Regions from separate parts of the Zea mays genome. Here region 1 is linked to region 2. The links are chromatin contacts, called in public Hi-C maps. All regions are on one chromosome and are shown on one strand. The core of a region is the stretch at or near the end of the contact, and the rest is flanking DNA. Distances in the headings are between cores, read along the strand shown. Region 1 holds the start of LOC100278031. Region 2 holds the start of LOC100383536 (putative STRUBBELIG family receptor protein kinase).

What was found. Hi-C and Micro-C count contacts between places; a contact is called where the count stands out from the background.
Region 1: a Hi-C map of tassel shows a contact between it and region 2, with 5 times the contacts expected there. The contact joins the promoter of LOC100278031 here to the promoter of LOC100383536 in region 2. A contact is called at or near these places in 13 of 25 Hi-C or Micro-C datasets (bundle sheath, ear, endosperm and 4 more) and 1 of 3 datasets of contacts at active chromatin or transcription factors (leaf).

Annotation. Positions count from the first base shown.
Region 1 is chr5:89,968,690-89,974,664 of Zm-B73-REFERENCE-NAM-5.0, reverse strand. LOC100278031 reads right to left here and starts at 3,081. Exons shown (of 1, transcript NM_001364313.1): 1 at 2,489-3,081. The coding sequence starts at 2,901. The coding sequence ends at 2,746. It also overlaps the pseudogene LOC112577496.
Region 2 is chr5:89,832,406-89,838,596 of Zm-B73-REFERENCE-NAM-5.0, reverse strand. It overlaps LOC100383536 (putative STRUBBELIG family receptor protein kinase), which reads left to right and starts at 4,883. Exons shown (of 17, transcript NM_001176184.2): 1 at 4,883-5,298. The coding sequence starts at 5,178.

The sequences.
Region 1 (5,975 bases), core at 1,832-4,331, 140 kb before region 2:
TCAGTTCTTGGGAAGATCCCTGGTGTCTTGGGCTTCAAAGAAACAAAATTTAGTAGCTCTTTCTACCGCCGAAGCCGAGTACATTGTCGCAGGCCATTGTTGCGCGCAATTACTTTGGATGAGGCAAACCCTTAGGGACTGTGGTTACAAATTTAGCAAAGTCACTCTCCTATGTGACAATGAGAGTGCAATCCGCATGGCGGATAATCCCGTTGAGCACAACCGCACTAAGCACATAACCATTTGGTATCACTTTTTGAGGGATCACCAACAAAGGGGGGATATCGAGATTGCTTATCTTAGCACCAAAGAACAATTAGCCGATATCTTTACCAAACCATTATATGAGAAAACCTTTACCAAACTTAGGAAGAGGTAAACATTCTTGATTCTTGGAATTTTGATTGATATTTTGCACACATAGCTCATTTATATACCTTTGATCATATCTCTTTCATTTACTATGACTAATGTGTTTTTCAAGTGTATTTCATGCTAAGTCATAGATTGAAAGGGAAATAGAGTCTTCGGCGAAGACAAGGCTTCCACTCCACTCTACCAGTATTATTTACACTTCGCCATCACTCTGCATCGCTCTCCACTTCGCTCATCGACAGCAGCCCAACCACAACGGTTGGTTTGGTGGTTGGGGCTATAAATACCCCCAACCACCACCACTTCAATGCATCCAAGTTTTCAGCCATTGCATTCAATACAAGAGCTCTATACTTCACTCCAAGACACAAACAAGAGATCAAATCCTCTCCCAAGTCCAAAATCACTCCAAACAATTAGTGGCTAGTGAGAGAGAGATTTTTGTGTTCATTTGAGTTCTTGTCGCTTGGATCGCTTTTCTTCTTCCCCATTCTTGTTCTCAACACCTTTGTAATCAAAGCAAGAGACACCAAGTTGTGGTGGTCCTTGTGGGGTCTAAGTGACCCATTTGATTGAGGAGAAAAGCTCACTCGGTCTAGGTGACCGTTTGAGAGAGGGAAAGGGTTGGAAGAGACTCGGTCTTTGTGACCACCTCAACGGGGAGTAGGTTTGCAAGAACCGAACCTCGGTAAATCAAATCACCGTGTCATCCGCTCTATTTCTTTGGTTGATTTGTTTTCGCCCTCTCTTTCGGACTCACTTATATTTCTAACGCTAACCCCGACTTGTAGTTGTGCTTAAAGTTTATAAATTTCAGATTTGCCTATTCACCCTCCCTCTAGGCGACTTTCAGCCAGGCAGAACGATCTAACTGTCGAGGATTATTATAATTTGATGATGGACAATATCGACGAAGTAATAGATAAAAGATGGGTGTCTCTAGGAGAGATCGAGAAAGACAAGATCATGGTTGGCAAAGCTTATAGCAATAAGGTCAAGGCTAAATCATTTCAAGTTGGAGATATAGTACGAAAGACCATCTTGCCATTAAGAAGTAGAGACCAGAAATTCGACAAATGGTCACCAAGCTGGGAAGGCTCTTTCAGAATCACATAGGTGATAGCAGGTAATGCCTACATGTTGCAAACTTTGCAAGGCGAGAACCCGCCCAAGGCGTTGAATGGTCATTTCTGAAGCAATATCATCTTAGTATGTGGCAAGATGCTTAGAAAAACCAATGTTGTCACATCGAGTTGTTTGTAGCCAACACTAGTGCTTTTGGTTCGCTTGGCTTCCCCAAAAGGCAAGGGGCATGTGTTGACCGCTGTTTGTGGCACTGAGCACAACTGGACGGTCCGGCCCTAAAGCCGAGATGGTCTAGCCTGCGGACAGTCCGCCCTTAGAAGCAGATAGTCTGTGATTAGATCAGATCAAGCGGATTAACTCCTATCTTCACGTGTGTTTATCCCTCTAAACTTGTGGGAGTTGTTGGAGAACGCCTAGTAATAGGTCCATACCTCCCCATTATATAATTGAAGGGGTACGGGCAATTGAAGCGCTAACAATCGAACCAAATCATTATATCTTCTGTTCCTTTACTTTTTCCTTAGGAGTAGACAATAATGTAGCCGTCTTCACCTCGATTCGACTCTGCGTCGTCTGGAGGTGTCAATCCCAAGAAAAACCCTCGGAACTCTCCTCCATGACGGGATCCCTCCTGATAGTTAGATCCAGGTGCTGTTGCGAAAGCCATCGCCTCTGCGCACGTGCGGACTGTCCAACTCGATGTGGAGAACCTCGCTCCTGCTGCCAGGTCACAGACTATCTGACCCCAGGCTACAGACCATGCGCACCTCCGCAGAGAGCACAGCCACAGATACACCTCACACTGATTGAGACCCAGATGGGTGCCAACACACCGCTACATAGGTATTGTTTCTCAGCACGACATCGGTCACATCACTCCGCCGGCGTCCGACTGCAATCCTCCATGTCCGGCTGATATGCAGAGACTCCTTCACGCAATCCTACAGTTCTATTCTCGGATTATTGAAGTACTGGAGCAAAGCGAGCTTGTACTGGAGCTAAAACAATTAAAATCTTGCAATGGAGCTGAAACAAAAAACATGTCATAAATCTATTGCAGAGTTCAAGCTCGTCTCGCAATCTAAATAATAGATGCTAGCAACACATAAAGAAATAGCGACATTCACTGAGCAGCTGGGAACACAGGAATCAGGCAAGTCACAGAAGATGGAGAGATATATGAGAAATCATAAAACAAGGCCAGCGCACTTTGGAACATTCACTGAGGAGTTGGCCGTAGTTGATTGGCGTGCCGACCGGGTGATGAGCGTGGTGCACCGGCGGCTAGGAATGGACGCACCGGCGGGTGGGGAGGAATGCGCCGATGAGTCTGGGCTCATCGTGCAGGTGGCACGTCAGTCGGTCTGCCTCGTCGTGCGGGTGGTGAGGGAGGCGGCCGGCGGGTCCGGGGGCAGAGCTCCCTGTGCGGAACGAGACCATGGCACCTGGGAGATGGGAATGATGCGGGTGTAGGCTCGATATGGGGGTTCGTCGTGCAGAGTGGGGAGGGAGGCGACCTCCGGTGGGTAGCGCGGATCGCCGATGCACGAAGGAAGGGAGGCGGGCGTCGGGTGGGTACCACTGCCAGAGCAAGCGGTGGAAGTTGGTTGGAGAAGAGATAGGTCCCTCGGTCAAGGTAGCATATTTGAGACCTAGGAGTTAAACTCCTATATTAATTTAATTAAAATTTATGAAATAGTGACTTTGTTGGAAAGCTATTTTTTGATCTCACTCCTATATTTTAAAATATGACCTATTTTAGAACCTCTCTTGAAGATGCTCTTATAAGAACAAACCCTAAAATATAAGAACAAGGATATTTAAGTTCAAATGGGCTGGAAACTCTATGATGAAAATCTATACTCTACCATGTACAACATATAAATGAGCAGGTCAGCAGGGGTTGTGCGGTTGTGCCCTCACTACTACATAGATCCGCTCCGGTCCTCTACAATCTAGAGTCTAGAGGTGTGACGGATGAAGTGTCGGGTGGCGTCTTGTCCGTCGTCAGAGCAAATATATAACAACCGGATGTCAAAGAACTAAATGATAACGTAGAAGGAAAAAAAGAAAAAAAAATGTAAACTTACAGTCAGTATATAAAACATGCTTTGGACTTTGGACCACCGGCGCAATAGGACATTACCGTTTTCTCGGAGCAAAGCAGAGAAGGTGGAGAATGGAGGGCCCAAGTGGGCTGTGGCCGTGTCCGTATGATGGAATCCGTCAGGAATTATTTCTTTTCTCGGCCCACCATCCCATCCCCTCCCCTCCCCTTCACTTTTCCGAATATTCGCTTTCAGCCTTGAGGTAAAAGTTTTTTACCGTAAAACATATTGCACGCATCAGCAATTCAGCATCCGCATCACTCATCTCTGCTTGACACCAGCAAGCGCCAGCAAACATGCACTAAAACGGTTTTTTAAATATAAAAGATAACTAAAAACTGTATAATATAATTTTGAGTTCTTAGATCATAATAAATATAGTTAAAATAAAATAAGTATATAAAATCATGGAACGTCTCTTTATTTTTTTCTTAACCCCTAAAAACCACTTGATGAAGTTGTACATGTCCTAAAAATCTAACAAATTTGCACACGCAATCCTGAGTCGGAGTCACTAGCAATTTCAATCCGGTAGGGTGATATGGATAACACTAGAGTAACAAACAGGCAGATACTTATCTCGATCGGATTCGGAATCGGATAGTTAGAAACAGTACGAATACAGATATTGGGACTAGATATTTATTCGGACGGATAAGAACTCCCTAGATAAAGCTGTCTCCAGCAACTTTCTATAAATTTTATCCCCTAAATAAATATTATTTATATTTTACAGTATATTCTAAAAGATTTTATCCTCTATACCTTCCTCATCACCAGCATCATCCTCTAAATCTGTTTCTCTCTATCTAATCTTCTATATTTTTCACCAACGTCTGTTAATAGAAATTTTTGAATCCATATTTATCGACAACATTTTAATTGGTTTACATATTACAAATGGTTTTTTTTTGCATTTCCCCCGACCTGCATCGTTTTCTCCAAATCGTCTGGGCCAAAGCCACCAAACACATGAGCGAGTGCGGCGTGGAGGGGTATGTCGTGCTCGAGGTCCTCCGCCCTGACCCAGTATTCGAGCTCGACCCGACGGCCATGGTGCCTTGCTCACCGGGGGTATGCTCCGCCGCGGGCCACACTTCGTGTGCGCACTGGGCGCGGACGAGCGCGGCACCGTATGCGGCGGACTGGTGGATGGCACGGCCGAGCTCTTGTGCGCCGTCGCGGAGTCCGAGCTTGATCACACGACGGCCACCACCGTCGCGTCCGGATCAGTGCTCGTGGCCAGCGCTGTCGCGTCTTGGAGGCCCGCGACCAGCCGACGGAGGCGGCTGCTCGTGTATTGTATGTCGACTGCTCAGCGTGGTGGAAACCACCGCTGACAACGACGTCGACATGTGCGTCTTCTTCTACCATCGGTTGCACGGGAGTGGACAGGAGGGCGCGCGCGAGCGAAACATTGTATAGCGATCGCTCGCCGGTCCACCAGATTTGCTGGACGAGTAAGCCCCGCTATATTTTAGCGAACGATTTAGCGGCTTTTGTTAGGGTTTTTTACATTGGTCCCTTTAGTATCGCCACACTACTCATTGCTATCCTTAGTTTTTCTTCTTACTCAGTTTTACCCAGCGCTCGTTCCATTTGCTCAGAAATGCGCTTAGACGTCATCTCCGTCCACTTTAACATTACTTACAGGACGGGCCCACTACAAACTTTTACTCTCTCCTGCGCTTGCGCAGCCTCTTCTTCTCCGATCCCGACTCCAACTCTCCCTCTCTCCTTCGCCTGGCACATCCTCGGCAGCGTGGCAGCCTGCTTCTTCACCGGCGCGGCGGCCTGCTTCTTCGACGACGCGGAGGCCTGCAGCGGCCTACCGAGCGGACGGATCCGCGGACGAACGGATCTCCGGCGCCTGGCAGATCTTCGGCGCGCGGCCTACCGGTTGTGGACGGATCTCCGCTGCCTGGTGCCCTGGTATATCCTCGGTGTCGCGGCTTGCTTCTTCACCGGCGCCGCGGCCTGATTCTTCGAAGGCACAGCGACCTGATTCTTCGACGGAGCGGCCTGCCGGTTTTGTCCAGGCAGGCAGACGCGGCAGCCTACCGGTCTTCTCCAGGCGGGTGGATCTCCAGCGCTCCTCGAGCTAGAGCAGGCAGGCGTGCCGGTCTTCCCCAGGCGGGTGGATCTTCACCGGCGTGGCGGCCTACCGGGCGGACGGATCCGCGGTCGATCTCCGGCTGCTCCGTGCCTCTGCTGCTCCGTGGCCTGAGCTCCGGGCGGACGGATCCGCGGTCCAGTGACTCTGCTGCCTCTGCTGCTCCGTGTCTACAGCGGATCCGTGCCTCTGCTGCTCGACATCCTGAGCTCCGGCCGTCTCGCGCTGGTGCTTGCTCCTTGAATCCGCACACATGTGATTGGTCAAATAAATTTTCTTTGTCAAAACATATG
Region 2 (6,191 bases), core at 3,634-6,133:
ATGTTATTTCTATGTACTCCTTATCTATTTGTATGTGTTGCTACGAGTAGCAGCGATGTCATGAGAAACTCGAAGACCAACTTGGTGAAGTACTTGGAGTTGCACCCAAAAGGTATGTTGTGCCCTTGATCACTCTTCTTTATCTAATAATGTTCCTGTTGATCACTGTGACATGCTCAGGTTAATTTGATGGGACCAAATAGGTTACCCTAGTTTTGTTTACCCCACACCTTGCAAATGAATTATTGGGTAGACTAGCTATGCTCTACCTGGTTTTTGGGAAGCAATGTTATATGACATATGATCATGCTTTATCATTGTAACTTGATTATATTGTTCATGATAAGATTATTGTGTTAATTGGAACATAGAGAACCACCCAGGAAAACAGTGCTACCACAAGGGTGGTATGGGACGCCCTTGGATGACTAATTAGAAAAGATATTGGAGGACTACCTTACCCGAAAGGGGCAAGGGCTGTAGAGGAGTTGACTGTATAGGGAGGTTCTCGGGTCGGTCATGCTGCGATGGCTTTTCAGACGATGGATTTCTATATTGCCCTTCTTAGAAACCGCCTCCGTTACCAGATGCCATGACGACCACTTTTCTTTGCCGAGTACCGAGTGACACTCGGTAAAGACTTTGTCGAGTGCCCGATAAAAAGTACTCGACAAAGAAGTCATTGTCGATGTACTGTTCGCCGAGATCTCTTTGTCGAGTGGCAAAGACATTGCCGAGTGTTTTTTAGGCTTTGTCAAGTGCTTCAGGCACTCGGCAAAGCACTCGATTCCGGTAGTGTAACTTTGTAAAGGCCTTATAGTGCTACCCTGCCTCGTCTCTTGGGTAGAGATGTATGGGATTCATGACCCCATGGTAAATGGGTAACACGACTTGTGGGTAAAGATGCACAACCTCTGCAGAGTATAAAACTGATATATCAGTCGTGTTCACGCTCATGAGCGGCTCGTACCCTCACATGAATAACTTATGGAACTAAACTTAATATGTCATTTGCATTGCATTGTGAGTTTTATTATTAATTGTGATCTCTTATTTTATTGGGATGGTATCTACTTATACTTAGTAATTGCTAATAAAAATTTGACCAACTTTAAATGCAATGCTTAGCTTTAATCATCTTCTTTAGTAAATCTTACACTTCACATAAGCTTCCACCATAAGTGAGCTCATGCACATTATTTCTCACAACTTATTGAGCGATGAACATATGTGAGCTCACCGTTCTAGGTCAATAACATGTACCACAAGATGAAGAATATGAAGGATGTCGCGATGAGTTCGTGAGAGGTCTAGGCCGTCGTCTCCCAGTCAACTATGGTTGTTGGATCGTTGTCTTCTTATGATTAATTATTTAATTATTTTGTACAGAACTCTATTATATAGTAAAGATGTGACATTCGTTTCTGTATTATGAGTCATCATATGTGTGAGACTTGATCCTAGCACATATTTAATTCGCGCCCGAATTTAACCCTTAAATTCGGGTGTGACTACTCAGTCCTTATATCGCTCAGCATCAACAATTTACTCGATGCTACTCATCATTAAGTATCAACAGTCAGCTTATGGTACTTACATTGCTTAGCATGCAACTTATAAAAAATGCAGCAGCACACCATAACAACAACGCCTTCCAGTCCCATCAATTTTAGTTGTCCATCAAGTATATTGAACGGATCAGGATGAAAATCAGCATAAACAGTCAGTTTATGTTCCTTACATTGCTTAGCATGCAGCTTATAAAAAACGCAACAAGACGCCTGCCCTTGACTTTTATGGCGTTTACTTCCCTTCTAAATTATATAAGTTAGATTATGATAAAATAGTAGAAAAGTAAAATATCACTTTAGGATCATAAATAAACTGAAATAAGCTATCATAGACAATACTAGCTTATTCGTGTATCCAAAGTGCTATCTTACCTTACTATTTTTCCACCATAATCCAACTTATATAATCTAAGATAGAAACAAATATAGCCTTAGCACTATACCACGGAGGATTTTTACCGACCTTTGTTAGCTACATTTTTTTCCACGGAGGATTTTAGTTCATGCTGGCTGCATTTTTTTTCTCTAGCTTGCAACATTTTTTTCTCTAGCATGTATTCAACATTTTTGTTCTTTCTTGCATGCAGGATTAAAAGTTGGTTCAAGGTTCTTGCAATATTAAGCCTAGCAAAACAGATTCGTGTGAGTTCACTGCAAACTTGTTTTTTCCTTCTTCTTGTTATGTAGCTGATATGTTAGCATAAGAATAGCTGATAATAAACACAAGATCCTACAAATCTTTGGTACGGCAGGGGCAGCAAGGAAAGGAAGGTGTTGTAGTTCAGAAAATCCAAAAACAACTAGGAGATTGTCGAGCTCTAGTGTAAGGTAAGTTCAACTAATTTACCTTGTTTCCGGTTCAATTGTGTGTTTGTTCATTATCTTTGAGTGTATGCAGCAAAGTTTTTATGCTTGTTATATGTTCTTAGAAGCTCTATCATATCCGTAATAACACACATGGATAAATCGTGGATCGACAATGTGGCTAGGTACAATACAACTTTTTTTCACAATAACTAAAAAAATGTGCTACGTGGTTATCTTGATATTTAACATAGAAATTGCATGTAGGGAGACAAAGGCCTATACACAAGGGGTGAATAGTTTTCTAGCTTTTGCATTAAAAAATTCAGCGGTAGGAAGCAAGATTTTATGCCCTTGTAGGAAGTGTGTCAACTCATTTTGGCGGGAGGCTATTGAAGTTCGAGAACACTTGATTTGTGATGGATTTTTAAAAGGGTATAGAACATGGACCTTACATGGAGAAGCTAGTTCCTCTGTATTGAACAATGAACATGGACCTTACATGGCAGCTGCAACTCTTAGAGAGTCGGTAATACTATTATTACCAAATGATGAAGCGTCGGTAAAACTTCTCTTTTAGCGACGGAAGATAAGTCGGTAAAACAACGGTCGGTCGGTAAAAGTTTTACCGACACAGCTTGCAACGACGTTCGTGGTCCGTCGGTAAAGGTCTTTACCAACCTATAGTTCGTCGGTAAAACTGATTTTACCGACAGACCATAAGTTGCAAATAATGTTCCGTGGTATAGTGTAGGGGGTGTTTGTTTACGATTATAATCTGTTCAAATTGTATAATTCAACAAATTTTAAACTAAAGATATGTTTATTTGCGATTATAATCTATCCAGATTTATAATTTAACAAATTTTAAACTAACACTTAGTTCAAAATTTGTTAGATTATATAATCTAGACAGATTATAATCCCAACAAACACCCCCTAACATTTAGTTTAAAATTTATTGAATTATATAATTTAGACAAATTATAATCTCAAACAACCACCCTCTTAGTCCCAGCAATTTAGTATTTTAGTTGTACATCAAATATACTCAACGGGATCAGGAAGAAAAAAATGTGCAATGCTACCAATGTACGTACTCCCTCTCTCCCCTATCTAGAAAACAATGGAAAACTCGCTTTCTAAACAGCAAACGACTCATGGGTAGTGAGTTCGGGGTATTTCGGGTACCGGAGGATGGTAGCCGAATTATCTAAATTAATTTGGGTTTTTAAAGTTGTTATCTGAAATTCTTAAATAAAAATCGGGTTCGGATAATTTAGGTTTAGGTAGCGGATTACGGTTTTTTTGCCCCCTACTCTTTTAAACTAAGGAGAGTGTGAGGGGCATTCAGCCAGAGTTCTTCCTTTCTCTCGTTCTCACACTTCTCTTTATAACACGCTTCCAAGAGCAATACAACGATCAACACTACACTGGACGTAGGGTGCGAGTCTAAACCAGTATAATCCTCTCTAGTCACTTAATTCATCACTCGGTGTGAGTCCACGCTAGCCTCCTCCACCGAACATAAATTATATTGTTTCTCCGATTTCTAAAACCACGGCAATATTTAATTGCTTATAGCTGAATTATTATTTAAAAGTGTACACTAATTTAAAACCCGTGAGTGATTCGAAATCCACCTAAACCCGACAGGTTCGGTGAGAGTTTGGAATTGCACTCGTAGATATGATTATAGGTGGGTTTAAGGGTGCGTTTGGTTGCGGGACAGCCAGGACAGAGACGTCCCCTGACGTCCTCTCTTATTCCTCTAATTTTGAGAGATAACTGTGGACAACACTTGGATAGTCCTGTCCCAGCCACTGACCCTAAACCAAACAACCTTATTTGAGGGATCATCTGGTTCCATCCATTCTGTCAATGCAACCAAACACACCCTAAATAAACTCACAAGTATGATCGTGAGCGGGTTTTTAGTTCAGCTGACCCGTTTCCATCCCGTTGATACGATGACAAGATAAAAAAAACTCGTTCGTTGGATAAAGTGAGCAAGGGAAAGAAAGGCGTTACAGTTGGCGCTTTTCTTTGGTGCACAAAGGAAAGAATATGACTGCGGGAGATAACTGAGGGAGTGGCTGCAGGTACTTTTGTACTGGTGTAATAGACCCTATTTTAAATAGATTAGAACTACTTGTTATCTATGACTTAAAAATATCTAGCTAAAAATTAGTGAACTACTTGAGTAGTTGTTAGCTCTTAATAGTTGAGTTCATACTGGTTGTTAGCTATTAATAGCTGAGTTCTATGAACTAATAAACTATTACTCCAGTTGTTTAGGACTTCAAGTAAACTTTTTAGTAAAATTTGATTAACTAGTTGGGTACATTTGTCGTAAAAAAAGCTTTCCCTCCACTGCTTTCCTCACCACCGCTCACCTCACCAGTCAGCACTCCCACACAGTACCCACCCTTTCTCTCTCCATCTTTTCACGCCCGTTGCTTGCTCCCCCACGCTTGACGCTCCCCCATCCCTCCTCCGCTGCCTTTCTCTCACTTCGCCGCCACTCCCAGTCTCTCTCTATCTCTCCACTCCTTACAGCTAGATTCTAGAAGCCAACAAAAACAGACGGGGGCAGAGCGTAAGGGGAGAATCGTGCTCCGGGAAAGCAAACCTCAGAGAATCCACCTCTCCCCCACCCTCTCTCTCTCTCTAGATCTACGCAAGCCGCCTCGGTATCCGCGATCGCCACCGCCCGCGGCGGCTGATGCGTCCGTGCTGCTGCGCGGAGGTGGCGCTGCGCTGTTAGCTGGCGCGAGAGTTCGTCCGGCCCCCGACCGAGTGATGGGGGCGGCGGGGGGCGGCCGGTGCGTCCGCCTCGGGGCGGCGCCGGTCCTCGTCCTGCTGCTGATCGCCGCTGCCACATTGCCGCGGCTGGCGCGCGCGGTCACCGACGCCGGCGACGGTAACCCACCCTGCTCTGCTCGCTTCTTGTCTCACTTCCTCCGCTTGATTGTAAGTTGGCAGTTTGCACGCACCAGCTGCCTGCACGGGCTGCCGACTGGTTCGTGGTCGCTTGCATGTTTGTCTGGTTGGGTTTCGCTGTTTGCGCGGTGAAGTGATGATTGGAGTTTACTGTTGCTGAGGGTGATGGAATTCGGATGCGTACTGACACTATAAATCAGATGATTTGATTTTGGTGGTGTAGTACTGTTGCACTGCGGATTAGGTGGGTGGGTGCTGAGAAATGTGAATTGAATTTTGCTGAGCTGGTTGATTCAGCCGTTTTGGTAGCGCGGGTTCACAGCGTACTGATTTCGTACCTGAGGGGTTGATGGAGGCGTTGAATTCGTGCTCGCATGCCTGCGGAAGCAACCAAAGTGATGGATGATACGCGGCAATCGGCTTGTGCTTTTCGGCCTTGGGATTGAGAGCGATGTTTATGGTCCTGGAAGGATTTGGTGGCATCGGCTTCCTGTGTTATGAATTTGTTGTCGTCATCCGTGGATAGCAACGGGGGAGGAGCGCGACTGCTTCCTAGAGATTCAGTGGCTGTTGAAAATAGTCAAGGACAAATAGATGTGTAGTGCAATTTTTTGAAGGCTGCCGTGGTACATTGGGAACTTTGATCTTGGTGGAGCACTTGAGCTTATAGTCTCATCAGACTCTCAGGAGTTGGTAAATGGTGTACACACAGGATGAGCTTAGAGTGGCAGAGAGCCGGATTTCTGGTGAATGGCAAAAGACCAAATGACTGCTTTCGCGGGCAATGCGCTCAGTACCTGTTTCAGACAGAGGTCTTGGCAGCAGAGAGTTGAGTTAATACAAAATGTAAATGACTAATGAGGATTAGTTCAT